4 separate regions of the Sus scrofa genome follow, and regions 2, 3 and 4 are each linked to region 1. The links are chromatin contacts, called in public Hi-C, HiChIP or PLAC-seq and promoter capture Hi-C maps. All regions are on one chromosome and are shown on one strand. Each heading gives the region's core, a stretch centred on a gene start, on an enhancer-like site or on the middle of the called end of the contact. The rest is flanking DNA. Distances are from core to core; before and after follow the strand shown. Region 1 holds the start of PRPS1 (ribose-phosphate pyrophosphokinase 1). Region 2 holds the start of RBM41 (RNA-binding protein 41). Region 3 holds the start of PSMD10 (26S proteasome non-ATPase regulatory subunit 10). Region 4 holds the start of NLRP12L (NACHT, LRR and PYD domains-containing protein 12).

The links. Promoter capture Hi-C pulls out the DNA fragments that hold promoters and counts their contacts. Hi-C and Micro-C count contacts between places; a contact is called where the count stands out from the background. HiChIP or PLAC-seq counts read pairs in DNA pulled down with a chosen protein or histone mark.
Region 2: a contact with region 1 is called in a promoter capture Hi-C map of liver, with 9 times the contacts expected there. The contact joins the promoter of RBM41 here to the promoter of PRPS1 in region 1. A contact is called at or near these places in 1 of 5 promoter capture datasets (liver) and 1 of 47 Hi-C or Micro-C datasets (embryonic fibroblasts).
Region 3: a Hi-C map of liver shows a contact between it and region 1, with 4 times the contacts expected there. The contact joins the promoter of PSMD10 here to the promoter of PRPS1 in region 1. A contact is called at or near these places in 3 of 47 Hi-C or Micro-C datasets (heart right ventricle, liver and skeletal muscle) and 1 of 2 datasets of contacts at active chromatin or transcription factors (alveolar macrophages).
Region 4: a contact with region 1 is called in an H3K27ac HiChIP or PLAC-seq map of alveolar macrophages. The contact joins the promoter of NLRP12L here to the promoter of PRPS1 in region 1. A contact is called at or near these places in 1 of 5 promoter capture datasets (liver), 1 of 47 Hi-C or Micro-C datasets (heart right ventricle) and 1 of 2 datasets of contacts at active chromatin or transcription factors (alveolar macrophages).

The regions. Positions count from the first base shown.
Region 1 is chrX:88,073,348-88,076,756 of Sscrofa11.1, forward strand. It overlaps PRPS1 (ribose-phosphate pyrophosphokinase 1), which reads left to right and starts at 1,514. Exons shown (of 7, transcript XM_003135301.4): 1 at 1,514-1,886. The coding sequence starts at 1,765.
Region 2 is chrX:87,573,510-87,576,918 of Sscrofa11.1, forward strand. RBM41 (RNA-binding protein 41) reads right to left here and starts at 1,609. Exons shown (of 8, transcript XM_013983724.2): 1 at 1,522-1,609. The coding sequence starts at 1,529.
Region 3 is chrX:88,546,836-88,550,244 of Sscrofa11.1, forward strand. It overlaps PSMD10 (26S proteasome non-ATPase regulatory subunit 10), which reads right to left and starts at 1,758. Exons shown (of 5, transcript XM_001926907.5): 1 at 1,573-1,758. The coding sequence starts at 1,686. It overlaps ATG4A (cysteine protease ATG4A), which reads left to right. Exons shown (of 14, transcript XM_021079700.1): 2 at 1,820-1,996.
Region 4 is chrX:88,401,791-88,405,199 of Sscrofa11.1, forward strand. NLRP12L (NACHT, LRR and PYD domains-containing protein 12) reads left to right here and starts at 1,685. Exons shown (of 14, transcript XM_021079745.1): 1 at 1,685-1,776; 2 at 3,254-3,320.

The DNA.
Region 1 (3,409 bases), core at 264-2,763:
TAAATATTTGATGAATGAAATGCGATGGAAGTCTACTAATATTCTGCCTCGTAGTCTACATCCTTCTTCAAGCATTCCTATACACCGGGGCCTATATTAAATTCCTGAACGTGTAAAATTATGACAAAAGGTCAAAAGGAGAAGTCCTCCATGGGCATTGCTGAAAATGGCAGGAAGGGAGAGCTGGGATGATGTTTTACATGTTTTTTCTGCCTTTGCCACTTGGACAAATTCCTTCCCATCTCTGGTCTCAGTTTCACCGTATGTAAAATAAAGCTAGTAGACTAGATGCTTTCTGAAGTCCCTTCTATTTTTACAGCTTGTAGTTAGGAGCATTATGGCACTCATAACTAAAATTGTATGATTCTAAAATTGTATGATTTTTCTCTTCTAACCCATGATTTGGTATGTTTAATGAAAATGTGGTGGGAGAATAAAGGCCCTCTTTGGTCTAATGAGCAGATACCATTATAAAAATAATAAAACAGGAGTTCCCGTCGTGACTCAGCAGTAACAAACCAGACTAGTATCCATGAGGATGTGGGTTCAGTCCCTGGCCTCACTCAGTGGGTTAAGGATGGAACGTTGCTCCTAGCTCTGGTGTAGGTGGCAGACGCGAATGGGATCAGATTTGCTGTGGCTGTGGTGTAGGTTAGCAGCTACAGCCCCGATTCGACCCCTAGCCTGGGAACCTCCATGTGCCACAGTGCAGCTCTAAAAAAATAAGTAAAAATAATAAAACAGTGGTGTAAAAGGACACATTAGCAACACATAGAATATGATGCCGAGGATAATGGGGCAGGACCAAAAAACAGGTTTTCTGATTCCTTCGAGGCTCTTTATCTGAAGTCCTGTAAGCATATTTTCTCTCCTTTCCCTGGGTCAGGTAAGTCAGACCTTTATTGTTCAGACGTTTCGAAAAATTCATAATTTTCTACTCCTCTGCTTGTCTGAACATGCTTGGTCCCAATGCTAAAAACAAAATGCATCCATCTCTTGCAGTGCCTCTGGATGATTCACAGTCACTTTCCCCTTGGTATTTGTCTTCCAGGCAAAGGCGACACTGAAATTGCTTGTTTGCCCTTTGGATGAGCCTGTGCTATGGGCGTCTGTCAGTGATGCAAACGTGCTTTAATTCAGCCTCTTCCTCACAAAAAGATAAAAATCACGTTCAGAAACATGCAAACTCATGTTCAGAAATCTTTCCTTCATTCTAACGAACCGGGGCTGCCCTCCTAATAAATAGATATTCTTAAGAGAAACTGTAAACCAAAGCCAAACTTACTTTCATGTGCTGAAAGAAAAATTAAAAAAAAAAAAAAAAAAAGCGTGGCTGATTTCCCGCTTGCGGGAGAAGTCTGGCCTTATGCGTCACCAGCATCCCTCCACCCCCAGCCAAGCGCGGGTGTCTCGGCTCTCTTCGGAATTGACAGAATTGCTACAGGGGGCGGGGCTATTCCTTAGCCTCGCCCCCTTCATTGGCTTCCAGTCAGTACCTGAGACAGCCGGAGGCAGGCGGAACTACGGCAAGGATCCGCCCCCTCGCTCGCGCTCAGCTAATCGGGGTGGGCGGGGTGTAAACTTCCCTGCTGACCCCGCCTCCCCGGCTCCGGGCAATTTAGAGTCGCGCGCCGGGCGGGAATGTAAGATGGCGGAGTAGCGACGCGAAGTGCTTAGTACTGAGTCTCCGGGCCGACTCAATTCGGATCTAGGCGGCAGCAGCAGGGATCGCTCAACAAAGAGAGCCTAGGGTAGTTGGCCAAGATGCCGAATATCAAAATCTTCAGCGGCAGCTCCCACCAGGACCTATCCCAGAAAATTGCCGACCGCCTCGGCCTGGAACTGGGCAAGGTGGTGACTAAGAAATTCAGCAACCAGGAGACTTGGTGAGGATGAAGTTGGGACCCGACCGGCCTCACCTGCCGGGGCGGACAGGGTCACACTTGGGCAGCAGAGGGTAGGGGGATGGGGCCACCGCGTGAGTTCCGCAGGGCCGAGGTGGTGGGGGGGAAGGGGCAGATCGGTAGCGAGCGTGCCCCACGGGCTGTTTCCGTTATTTTACCTCTCGCGGGAGGGTCACGCTAGTTCTCACCGTGCGGTGGGGTGGAGTCAAGATGGAGCAGGAGGCGAAGCTGCTGGGTTTAGACGGCAGGGGCTGGAGGACCCAACGCGGGGATGGAGGCTGCCCTAGAGCGACGAGAGGGGAAACACGTCTAGGCTCGGCAGTGGGGACACGTGGCTTTGTCGCTTCGCTGTTGAGCCATCCAGACCGGACTGGGTTCTCTTCAGAGCTTAGGCCGGCTTGCATGGGAGATCCTACTGCGTACTGAGTCCTCCTAGGCTTTCTCCTAGAGTCTAAGAAGCAGCTTTTCAATTCGAAACGGTGTCGGTCGGATTTTGTGTTGAGGGAGATTGATATTGTGTACTGAGGGCGCCAAAATTACTACCAAGGACTTCCCTCAGATTGGCAGGCGTTGGCTCTTCACATCTTTAGAATCGGAGCCATACTTAACTCAAATCTAGTCGAACGGATAAAATGATGCATTAACTGCATCCTGATTGCCAGCATCTCAGTTGGAGCGATCCAGAAAATCTTAGGGAACCTTAATTCTGAAATCCTCGACTTTTCCAAGTGTAGCTATTGATACAGACAATGCAGAAGCCTATTTTCAGTACCAGAGGCTATCCTGAACTTGCCCACTTCTTTTGACGCTGTGTGGGGAATTTAGGAAACAGTTTTATCCCTGAATGTTATTAAGATAATCAAGGAAAGATGGAGAGGAAGGCCAGGAAGGCATAGTGCATTGCAATGAATTTTTTTCATTGCTAATTAAATTTGCTCCCTCCGAGTTCCACCCTGCTCCCCCATCTTGGGGCCCTCTTATAAGATAACTTGGTCACCTGATCCTTTATACTCTTTCCCTCTAACCAGAGCATCTTCTGGTTCTGATAGGTGTTTTGTGTTTTGTTGTTACCCCATTGATCGAATCAGAGCAGTGCCCACTGTCTTATAGATTCAGCCAGTCATCTGTTAAGGGGGAAGTTCACCCCAGACCCAATGATCAGTTAAATTAGTGAAGATTGCTTTGAACATTTTTCCCTCTATGCTTTTGTTTCCTTTTTTCTTTCTTTAAACTCATTACCAAATTGTAGCTCCCCCCATCCTTTTTAGACCCTGCAGATAAAAGCATTCATCTGTAGTGGACAGCTTCCTGCTGGATGCTTGATCATCCGTGCCATTGGTTGTGATGCAAATGATAGTGCAAACACTGATGCCATCTGTAACCAGGCAATACCTTAGTCGAAAGAAACTAGCCAAACTGCCGCCTTTAACTTTAACCACACCATTATGACTCATGGGCTGTAATAAAGACAAAACAGGACCAGCCTTTGCAAGTGGCCGTATAGC
Region 2 (3,409 bases), core at 359-2,858, 500 kb before region 1:
AAAATAGCCATTTACTGTTGGGGTTATGATGAGCCCTAGAAGATGTATAAGCAAGATTCCCATATTCTAGAAAGACTTATACCCACTTTGGGAAATTTTTAAATAACCATAGGCTTAGGGTTTTCAAAATTCCTTTTAATTATCTTAATTTTTACTTATTATTTAGAATTCTGAAAGTTTTTGCTAGTTTAAAGTGCCTTTGAAATGAATAAACCAGAGCTAAATACATCAGTACACATGAATTTCAAAAAGAAATGATGAGTGAAAAAAAAAATCGTCACAGAAAAACTCATACAATTATTTGTCTAAATAGAGTCGAAAATTGAATACCACTAGCAGCATTTTGTTCAGATATAAATTCATATGTAGTAAATCTATTTAAAAAGAAAAAAGCAAGGAGATAATTAACACGAAATACTAGATAGCGATTCTCCTCAGTGAGGGAAGAAAAACACTCAGGGGCAGGCACCCTGGGGACTCCTGATACTGACAGTGTGCCAAGGATACTGTATCAATCATACTGCTGTATCAGTTGACACAGTATCTATGATACATGATACTGATAATGTTCTATTTCTAAAGCTTTTAACGGGTACAAGCCTATTCTTATTTAACAACCTGTATATACACATTATTTTGCATGTATGAGTATATCATAAACGTTTAAAAACGTCATTTTGAAATGCAAGGATAATCAGAATTTTTTTAAAAAGATGCTGAAACTGACAGTGCAGGAAATCACTATACCGGTAAGAATTTAAATGTACCACCCTACTCCAGAGTGATTATTCTACTTGCAGAGTGAATACAAAACTAATTTAAGGAGGATCCTTTAAAAAGGCTTTGTGTAGGTCAATAGTAAGCTCAGGCTTTCAACAATGACCAGCCACGTTAAAGCTGCCATTTCCTGCAGAACCGGTAGGGGGAACTGCTCGCAACAATGCTTTTCTTTTCCGATAGTACATGGAACGGGTTTGATACTTTGCTTCTAAATTTGTAGAAACAAAGTACCACTTGCTTACTTTAAGATCTGAAAGCGCTACATGCTCTCCGAGCCCGAGCAAGTTCTCTTTAACACACAAACACTGCAAACAAATGCGCCCTGAGCCCCTCTCTGAGGATGGGGTGGAGGTAGGGCGGGACAGGGAGGGGTCGGCCCATGTTTCTCAGGCGCTGACCAGTTTCATCAGTCAGGCAAGACCCTTTTACCTCGGTGGGTCCCTCTGAAACGGGAAGAAGCCACAGCATCTGTCCAGCTCCCGGGGCCGGCGCCGTGGCCTAGGCTCCTGTACCGGGAGGGCATCCCTACGGGGACCGGAGGCAGCGGCGGCCCTTCCTGAACTTCGCCCCACAGGCCCGTCCAGCCCATCTCCCCTTTTCCCTCCTCCTTTGTCTTCCCGCTCACTCGAAACCCCTTCCCCATAATGTGACATACCCCAAACCCAAAGTAACAAAGCCATTTGAAAAGTTAAAAGGTAGAACAGAGCGCCCTTCACCTCCAGCTCTCAGACAAGCCCTTACCTCTTCATGTTTCCACAGGCCCCTAGCTCTAACTTGGGTAAATAGGCCGCGGACTTCAAGTCCCAGAAATCTGCGCGGCCGACTCCAAGGGGATTGTGGTGGAGCGCGGGACTCTGGGAATTGTAGTCTGCAGCGCTAATAAGCGAATGAGGATGTATTGAGCATTGAGCAACTGGTGTATTCTAGAATTTCTCATGTAGGATAAATGCAACAACCAAAATATCCAGCTTATAAATCTAGGAGTCGCCTTTGACTTCTTGATTCTCATCCAGTATCACCAAATCCTGGCCCCTCTAACTTCCCTCGAATGTGTTCCTATTAATCTTGCCTCTGCTTTCAAGGTGTGGGTATGTGACTGTGGCTGTGTGCGCGCGCCAAATTAGTCACAACAACATTGTTTCTAATAGAATATTGCAAACTTAAATAACCAGGAATATTATACATCCATTGAACAGAAAACTACGCAGCAGTCCCACAGATGACAAAGTTCTCCATGGACTGCTACTGCACAATCTCTAAAATGTATTTAGTGCAAAAACCAAGTACAGAACAATGCATATAGGATGCTTCCATTTGAGTTTTTTTAAAAAGGAATTTATGGACGTTCCCGTAGTGGCACAGTGGAAACGAATCCGACTAGGAACCATGAGGTTGCAGGTTGGATCCCTGGCCTCACTCAGTGGGTTAAGGATCTGGCATTGCCATGAGCTGTAGTGTAGATCACAGATGCAGCTCGGATCTGGCATTGCTGATGCTCTGGCATAGGCCGGCAGCTACAGATCCAATTCGACCCCTAGCCTCGGAACCTCCATATGCCACGAGTGCGCCCTTAAAAAAGACAAAAGACAAAAAAAAACGGAATTTATTCATGTGTTTGCTTATATATACAATATCTCTTGGAAAACATATTGACAAGTGGTAAGTAAATGACTCCAGGTAGAGGAACTGGATGGTGAGGGGTAAGAATGGGAAAAACTTTTCACTCTATCTTCTAGTATCCTTTGAAATTTGAACTACATGATTATATTACCTAATTAATATTTTGTTAAAGAGAACCTTTGTTATATCACGAAGAGCCAAAGAAGAAAAAGATCATGGGTTTGAGGGGGTCACAGCTTGGATTCTCAGTTCCCACAATTATTGACAATAACCGTAGGCAATCTGGACTTGAACTTTAGCTTTGGCAAGTTACAAGATTATGTCATTAAGTTTCTTTAACTGGTCTAGGCCAGTTTCTTCAACTGTAAAATGGGGATAATTCCTCAGAATAGGGTGCTTATAAAGCACCACACAAAAGAATGGTTTTAAAATCACTTTGAAGGGTGGTCATCTATGAGCAAATATTCCAAGTTTATCCAGTAGGTTTAGCTTTATTAAAACTGACTGTACTACAGCACACAAATTAAGAGGATAAGACCAAAGAGCAGCTGCTGGAAGACATTGTACTTCCTATGCCGAGAATTTCTAACAGACGAGAATGTCATGGAAAATATTAGTTTTTCAAAACCTGTCATATGAAAATAACTGCTCTTGAAGCACACAGATGAATGGATGCAGCTCTAATACGTACCACTTTGTGGCTTTGGTGCAGAACAGGGACGAATGTAAGCAAAAACAAAGTGTGGGTCATACCAGGTAAATCCTATATGGTGGTGGGGCTGGATTCTGCTGCTCAACCAAACTGTCCAATTGACACATTGGTCAACAAGGAAATGGAAAAATACAGCAAGGTTGCTGGTGTGCCTGTCCCCTGGGAAGGTGTCAAAGGGTGAAACAAATACTACACTGACCCCCACACCAGACTTGTATACAACTTCTAAAAATACATCTTATTGGTACTGAGGTGATACACACTACATTACAAATCCACTAGGTGGGATGAGTGGAG
Region 3 (3,409 bases), core at 508-3,007, 470 kb after region 1:
ACAGACGTGGCTCGGATCCTGTGTTGCTGTGGCTGTGGTGTAGGCCGGCAGCTGTATCTCTGATTCCACCCCTAGCCCGGGAACTTCCATATGCCGCGGGTGCAGCCCTAAAAAGATGAAAAAAAATTTCAAACTGATATAAAAATAGAGGGAATATAATACAAAACTCATGTGCCTATCACCTATATTTTATATTTTGCCATATTTGCATCATCTGCTTTTTTCCCTGGTGCGATTTTTAAAAACAAATCTTAAATATGACTTTTCATCTCTAAAGATGTATCTAAAAAAAAGACACTTTACTACATAGCTATTATACCTATTAAAATGAACAGTAACTCCTTTATAACACCAAATACCCAGTCTTTATTCAGATTTCCCCAACTCTCCTGCAGCTGGCTTTGTTTCAGTCATGATCCATACATGGTCCTTAAGTTGCAACTGTTTGTTGTGTTTCTTGTCTTTTGATCTTGAATAGTTTCTCCCATTTTTATGCCATTCATTTGATGAAGAATGGTTAGAAATATTATTAAATCTTAACTTAATATTGTTAAATTAAATCGAAAGTATTAAATATTACCAGACCAAAACGATGGTAAACTAGGCAAAGGCATTTTCAGGTTGAGCAATAAAGGAAAGTTCCAGAAAAAAGTCTTCTGATTTCTAACTCTCTTTCCAAAGACACAAAATGGAGATTTGTAAGTACGTGCTTAGCACGATACCTGTCCTATAGGAGGCAATCTATAAATATTTGTTGGTTTGCTGAGGGCACCGTGAATCTTGAAGTATGTGGGTCCTTTAAGCAGGTGGGCAGAAACAAACACTTCCCAAGGTCCACTCCCGTTCCACCTCTGCCTAGAATGTCCGTTCATCCGCGGGGAAATCTCACTCATCCTTCCAAAATAAAACCAACCTTCCCTCCTTTGCAAAGCCTTTTCAGTTACGACAACATTTGGCTTTTCTAATCGAGATTAAATCAGGTCCTTCTATGACAGGTGCTTCTGAAAGCACCACGTCAACTTCCCTCCCGGGTATTTACCACTATCTATGATTGGATATGATTGGGGATTATTTTATTAACGTCTGCCCCTTCCATTCGACTGTATCCCCAGCTCCCAGCAAACTGCCAGGCACAGAAGAGGAGTTCAGTTACAAGTGTTCCATTGAGTAAAATCACCAATGAATGCAAGGAAACACGTTTCAAAACACCAAAAACTTTCCTTCTCACGGATAACTCAAAGATGGGGCATTTTTGAGAAACGCGCTAAACGTTCTAGAAATATCCAATATGCAGCAAGCTAAGTACTGGGGGGAAAAAAAAACCCGCAAACAAACAGAAAAACAGTGACGGTCTGCAGGGCTAGCTCCGGCCGCCTGATCTCAAGGCCTGAGATGACCCTGGGGTAAGGATGGGGCGGCGGGGGAGGGGATCTAGCCTTCTCGGAACCGGCCTCCCCCTGGGATGGGATGGGCTGGGCTGGGCTGGGCCGGGCAGCCACGTTGGGCTCCGCGGCCACGTTGGGCTCCGCAGCCACCGCCGCCGCCTGCGGAGAGGCCCCAGCGCTGTTTTACCTGGTCAGTCCTAGTGGCAAGGGATTTATCGGCCAGGATCCTCTCCTTCAACTCTTCCAGCTTTCCGCTGTAGGCCAGGTTGCAGACCATTAGGTTAGACACACACCCCTCCATTTCGCTTTCCCAGGATCTCGGTGAAGCCAGACCAAAGACCGCCTCACGTCGCCGGCTCCCACTGCCAATCAAAAAAGCCAGTAGAATCCACCAATCACCGATCTCCCTCGTTCCTTTGCTTCTTTTCCCATAGCAGGGCGCCTCTGGGAGTTGAAGTTCGAGCGCAGTTCCGGGAGGGGAGGCGCCTTTCCCGCTCTCTCCAACTCGGCCCCTAGCACCGCGGAACTACGAGTCCCAGGGTCCCTTGCGGCCGCCGTAGTCAAGTGGCCGGTGGAATTGGCCCAGGATGACAGCTGGAGAATGGAGTCAGGTACGGGGAGCGGCTTCTTGTGGAACTGGGGTGGGTGGTCGCAGTTGAGGCATTGAGTCGGTGACGCCAAATGGGTGCGGAATCACGGTGAGAGGGTTATGGGAGCCTAAAAGTCCTGTCCCTCGGGGGCCCTGACTTGCAGTGGTAAGCGGAAGGGAAAACGGTAGTAACTGAACACTACCTTCAGAACTCGAACCGGTGCCTGTGGCCACCTTACCCCTCGCTGCTGCCACCGCCAAAGGAATGGAATTAATTAGGGGTCAGTTATTCTGACATCTCGGCGGAGTGGCATTAGGGCAAAATTCAGTAACAGTAGTGAGAGCATATGACACCGTAGTAAGGTGATGTGCCAGGGTGATGCCAAAGGCAGGGTGTGATGCCATAGGAGCCACTTGATATCTGAGAGATCTCGGTGAGTTCATGGCCTGGTGACATCACAACTTGATGAGGGTCATCTTGACACTGTGGTATGGTGTTGGCTCTTTAATATCATGATAGTGAAGATGACACTGAGGCTTTACTAGAACTATTAAACTAATAGTGTTTCTATTTATAGAAATCCTAAATAGTGCCATAGCAGAAGAGATGCAAGGCTTATCCTTTATAGGACATATCCAGAAGGACATCATGCCAAAACCAGGTAATAATAAGAATACACTCGGAGTTCCTGTCGTGGCGCAGCGGAAACGAATCCGACTAGGAACCATGAGGTTGCAGGTTCGATCCTTGGCATCGCTCAGTGGGTTAAGGATCCGACGTTGCCCTGAGCTGTGGTAGAGGCTGCAGACGCGGCTCGAATCTGGCATTGCTGTTGCTGTGGCTGTGGGGTAGGCCGGCAGCTGTAGCTCTGTTTCGACCCCTAGCCTGGGACCTCCTGGGACCTCCATATGCTGTGGGTGCGGCCCTGAAAAGACAAAAAGACAAAAAAAAAAAAAAAAAAAGAATGCACTCAAGAAAGAGACTGCTTACGTTTATATTTACCCTGCTGTGGTGTAGAATGTGGTTCTATAAAGAGCCAGATAATAAATATTTTAGACTTTGTGGACCAAAAGGCAAAATTGTGGATAATTTGTAGGTACCTATATGACAAGAGAGAAAACAAATTTCAACAAATGTTTATTGATGAAATTCAAAATATAATAATAATTGAGTACTTTTTGGTAATATGAGACTACTGATGAGAATAATGGAATTCTTTTTTGGAGGGATGACATTTTGTTTATTTGAGGCTAGTAGTCAGTGTTGCCTATCATCAAAATTGTTTCAAATGTGCATCTGTTAATGCTGATCTGTGATGAGATTTTATCTATTATGCCATTTTATCTTTGTGTCTTTTCACATAGATAGGTACTGCCAAATATCAATGTGACTCCACAAACATAGTCTTATAGTCTTATTTTTTATTTAAATACA
Region 4 (3,409 bases), core at 435-2,934, 330 kb after region 1:
GCAATGAAAAACTGTTTCTTTACAGTCTCCCAGGGGAGAAGAGAAAGAGGTGAGTGGGAGATGACCTTGAAGCAGTTTCTTGGAAACCTCCCACCTTCTTGTCTTTTGGGAGGATCACAGGTGTTTTGCCAAGACTCAGATGAGCTGTGGTTCAAGCCTTTGCCTGCGGAGTTTATGTGGAGAGCATAAAGTTTCCAGAGTACCATAGTGGTGCTGTTTTACAGCAGCTGATGGCCCAGGTACCTTCCCTGGAGAGGAACAAAAGGAAGTGAAGTTAGAGTCTTCCTCTCTCCCTCCTTTCTGCTGACCTTCTAGTGGTGTCCTTTCAGTCTCTCCAGGTTCTGGGAAGGGATGGGACAGGGATTAAGGGGATAATGGGACACACAACAAATTCAGGCCCTGCAAGATTCAGTACCAAGGCCAGAGAATCCCCAAAGCCCAAATCCTTTGCTATCTATCTCTGGTTCTTAGTTTTTCAACTACGAAGTGAAATGTAGGAGTAATGTCTAAGGTCCCTTCTAGCTCTAACAGTATTAATTTTTTCCGTAAGGGCAAGTTTAGTGAATGTGGTGGTAGGAGCCAAATCTACATACCTACTCTAAGAATGTGACAGGAGGGCAGATCATCAGGAACCTTACGACTAAAACAGAGAAGTGGATAACATGACTGTCACTTAGCGATCTCCACTAGATGCCCTTTGGGGCTGACTGTACTCCTCCATACACACTGAGTTTCATTCAGGGCTCCCCTGCCAATCTCCCCCACTTCCATTTGCCACTTACTTTTTAGCCCTCTCCTCCTTCCTTCTTTACTAAGATGCAAATACTGCTCTAGCTAGCCACTGATCAGTTTTAAATTTTAGGTCAGCTGTCTGATGTCTTCCATATGGCCATGTGGGAAACTGACAAAGACATTCCATTTTCCAAGGGCAGAGCAGGTCACTTGATATAGCAACCAACAAGGGTCCAATGTGCCACCTTTCCCAATCATAGCCCTTCTTCCTCAAACTTCCACTAATGCACCCCTTATGGGGCAGAGGAGAGGGTTGGCATCGCCACTAGTCCAAGTTTTCATTTGATCACTCATTTATTCATTCAATCACACATTTATTCATTCATTCAGCAAATAATTTATTGACAACTTCCTTGTGTCATGCGCTGGAATTCAGTGATGAATAAAATACAGTCTCTGCCCTCATAACACTCACAGTCTAGAGGTGAGGACAGTCACATAATAACAGAAGCTATCACCAATTGATTGCCTACAGTGTCCCTGACACTATTCTAAACACTTGAAATGTAGTAACTAATTTAATTCTCCCAGCAACGCTAGGAGGTAAAGACTAGTATCGGCTCCAAAGAACAGGAATAGTTAATCCCTGTGCCCTTGCCCAGACCAGCAGGTTCCGTGGTGGTGCCTGGAAGCCACTAACAAGGGTTTGGGCTCGGGATGGATAACTTTGGCAGAGCTAAACGAGTTTAGGGCCGGCATCCAGGAAAAAGACCCAGCCTAGTGGCTCCTGGATTCCGGGGGATGACCGGGCAGGATTCGCAGGACCGGGTTAGACACCTTCAAAATCACCCCCGCCGCGGTTTACCCCTCATCTTTTTTCCTCCCCTTTCCCTCCAGCTCCCCAATACCCCCCCTTTCCAGGCCGGCCCCTCCCTCTGAGCCGCCTCCTCTCTGAGTCATTTCCCCTTCCCCGCCCCAAAGACCTTGGCTCTCCCTTACCTCTGACAGAAAGGAGAGGAAGGGCAAACGGGCTTTGGGAATCAGGTGAGCGCTTTCCCCAGTGAGGACAAGAACCTCTCATCGCCTCCGCACTCTCCCCACCCCGCACCCCCCACCCCCCACCGCCCACTGTGTTAGGAGGGACAGGAAATCGAGGGAGTTTCCCTCCAGCTTCACTGTCGTCCAAAGGCCGAGGTGGCCAAGCGTGGGAGGTGCCACACCCCGCCCGGTGTCTCCTGGGATGTGAGGAGGGAGGCGATGGCCCAGTCCGGACAGGGTGAGATCGGCGTACCGGGGAAGGACCGTGCTGCCCGGGCAGCTCGGGGGCAGGGAGGCGGGGTCCACCCAGGAAAGGGGAGGGGGCGGAGCTCCCGAGGAGGCGCGTGTGCAGAGGGGGAACGAGGTGAGCACGCAGGACGCGGGGAACGCGCGAGTGCGCCGAGGGGCGCGGGGTGGGGGGACCCGCGTGCGTGCGGCGCGTGCGTGGGGGGGCCGTGCGTGGGGGGTGCGTGCGTGTAGGCGTGCGTGGGGGGAGGGGAGAGCGGAAGGCAATGCTGAGGGCCGCCGGGGGGTGGGGGCTGAGACCGCGAGCGCGCGGGGACTGAGGTAACGATGTCAGCGGAGCTGCGGCTGACAGCTTCGAGTCAGCTTATTTTTTGAGACGGGGGAGAGGGTGGATCCGTTTGAAAATCTGAGGAAAGCTATTGACCGTCTCCTCAAAACAAAAAAACCAAACCAAAACACATGGTGGTTCCCAGGCCCCCGGACGACCATCCGTAGACCCCAGGCTAGAGCTGAAAGACGGGAGAAGAGCCAGATGGGTGACTTTGGTAGTCGCCCCTGGGTCTGGTGACTCTGCGACAGGGGGACGGAACAGGTGACGGAGCCGTTGCCTCCTCTCTCTGTGGGCCCCTTCTGGGCTTGGAGTGGCTTCGAGGCCGGGTCCTCTGACCTCTGGGACGTGGCGCCTTCAAAGGAGGGCAATTTCTACCAACTGGGTCGTTCCAGCCAGCCCGCGGCGATGGGGAAGGGGCCTCGCCGCCAGGCCCCCCTGAGCTGCCCGCTGGTCAGCCCAGATCTGGGCACTGGCCTCAGACGTGCTGGTCAGCTCGCTGCCCTGGCTGAAGTCGGAGCGCGGGGCTTAGAGGCGCCTAATCCCCTCACCCACCACCCTAGGGTCTCCACAGCCCTAGTGTGGGGGGTGCGACACTTACCCCCGGTTGGGTAAGTGACTAGGAGAGCAGTGGATTGGGGTTCTGATCCCCTCTTTACCGTTAACTAACTGGGATGTGAAGCAATTTCCCTGAGCTTCCTGCGCCTGACTCTCCTCATTAATAAAATGGGAGACTAGCTCACAGCACAGTTGGAAGTGTGACTGAGACTAACATGTTCCAGGCACCCGGAAGCATTTAGTACATAGCAGCATGCCTGGAAATACCAGCATATATATTTCCAGATGAAGTACAAATTGTATTAAGAAAGATTGTATTAAACTGCTGATTTCTTTTCTGGTCTCTTCTAGGCACACCTAGCTGTGCCGTCTTCAGCCAAAGCCCACCAGGTCCATCGTGTAAAGTCACACGCCTGAAGTAAGTGGGCCTTTAAGTTCTTTGTGATGTTCTGAAAGATAAGGCTTCCTTCACCATTAGCTCTCCCCTGGATCGCTGCCTGGGTCTCC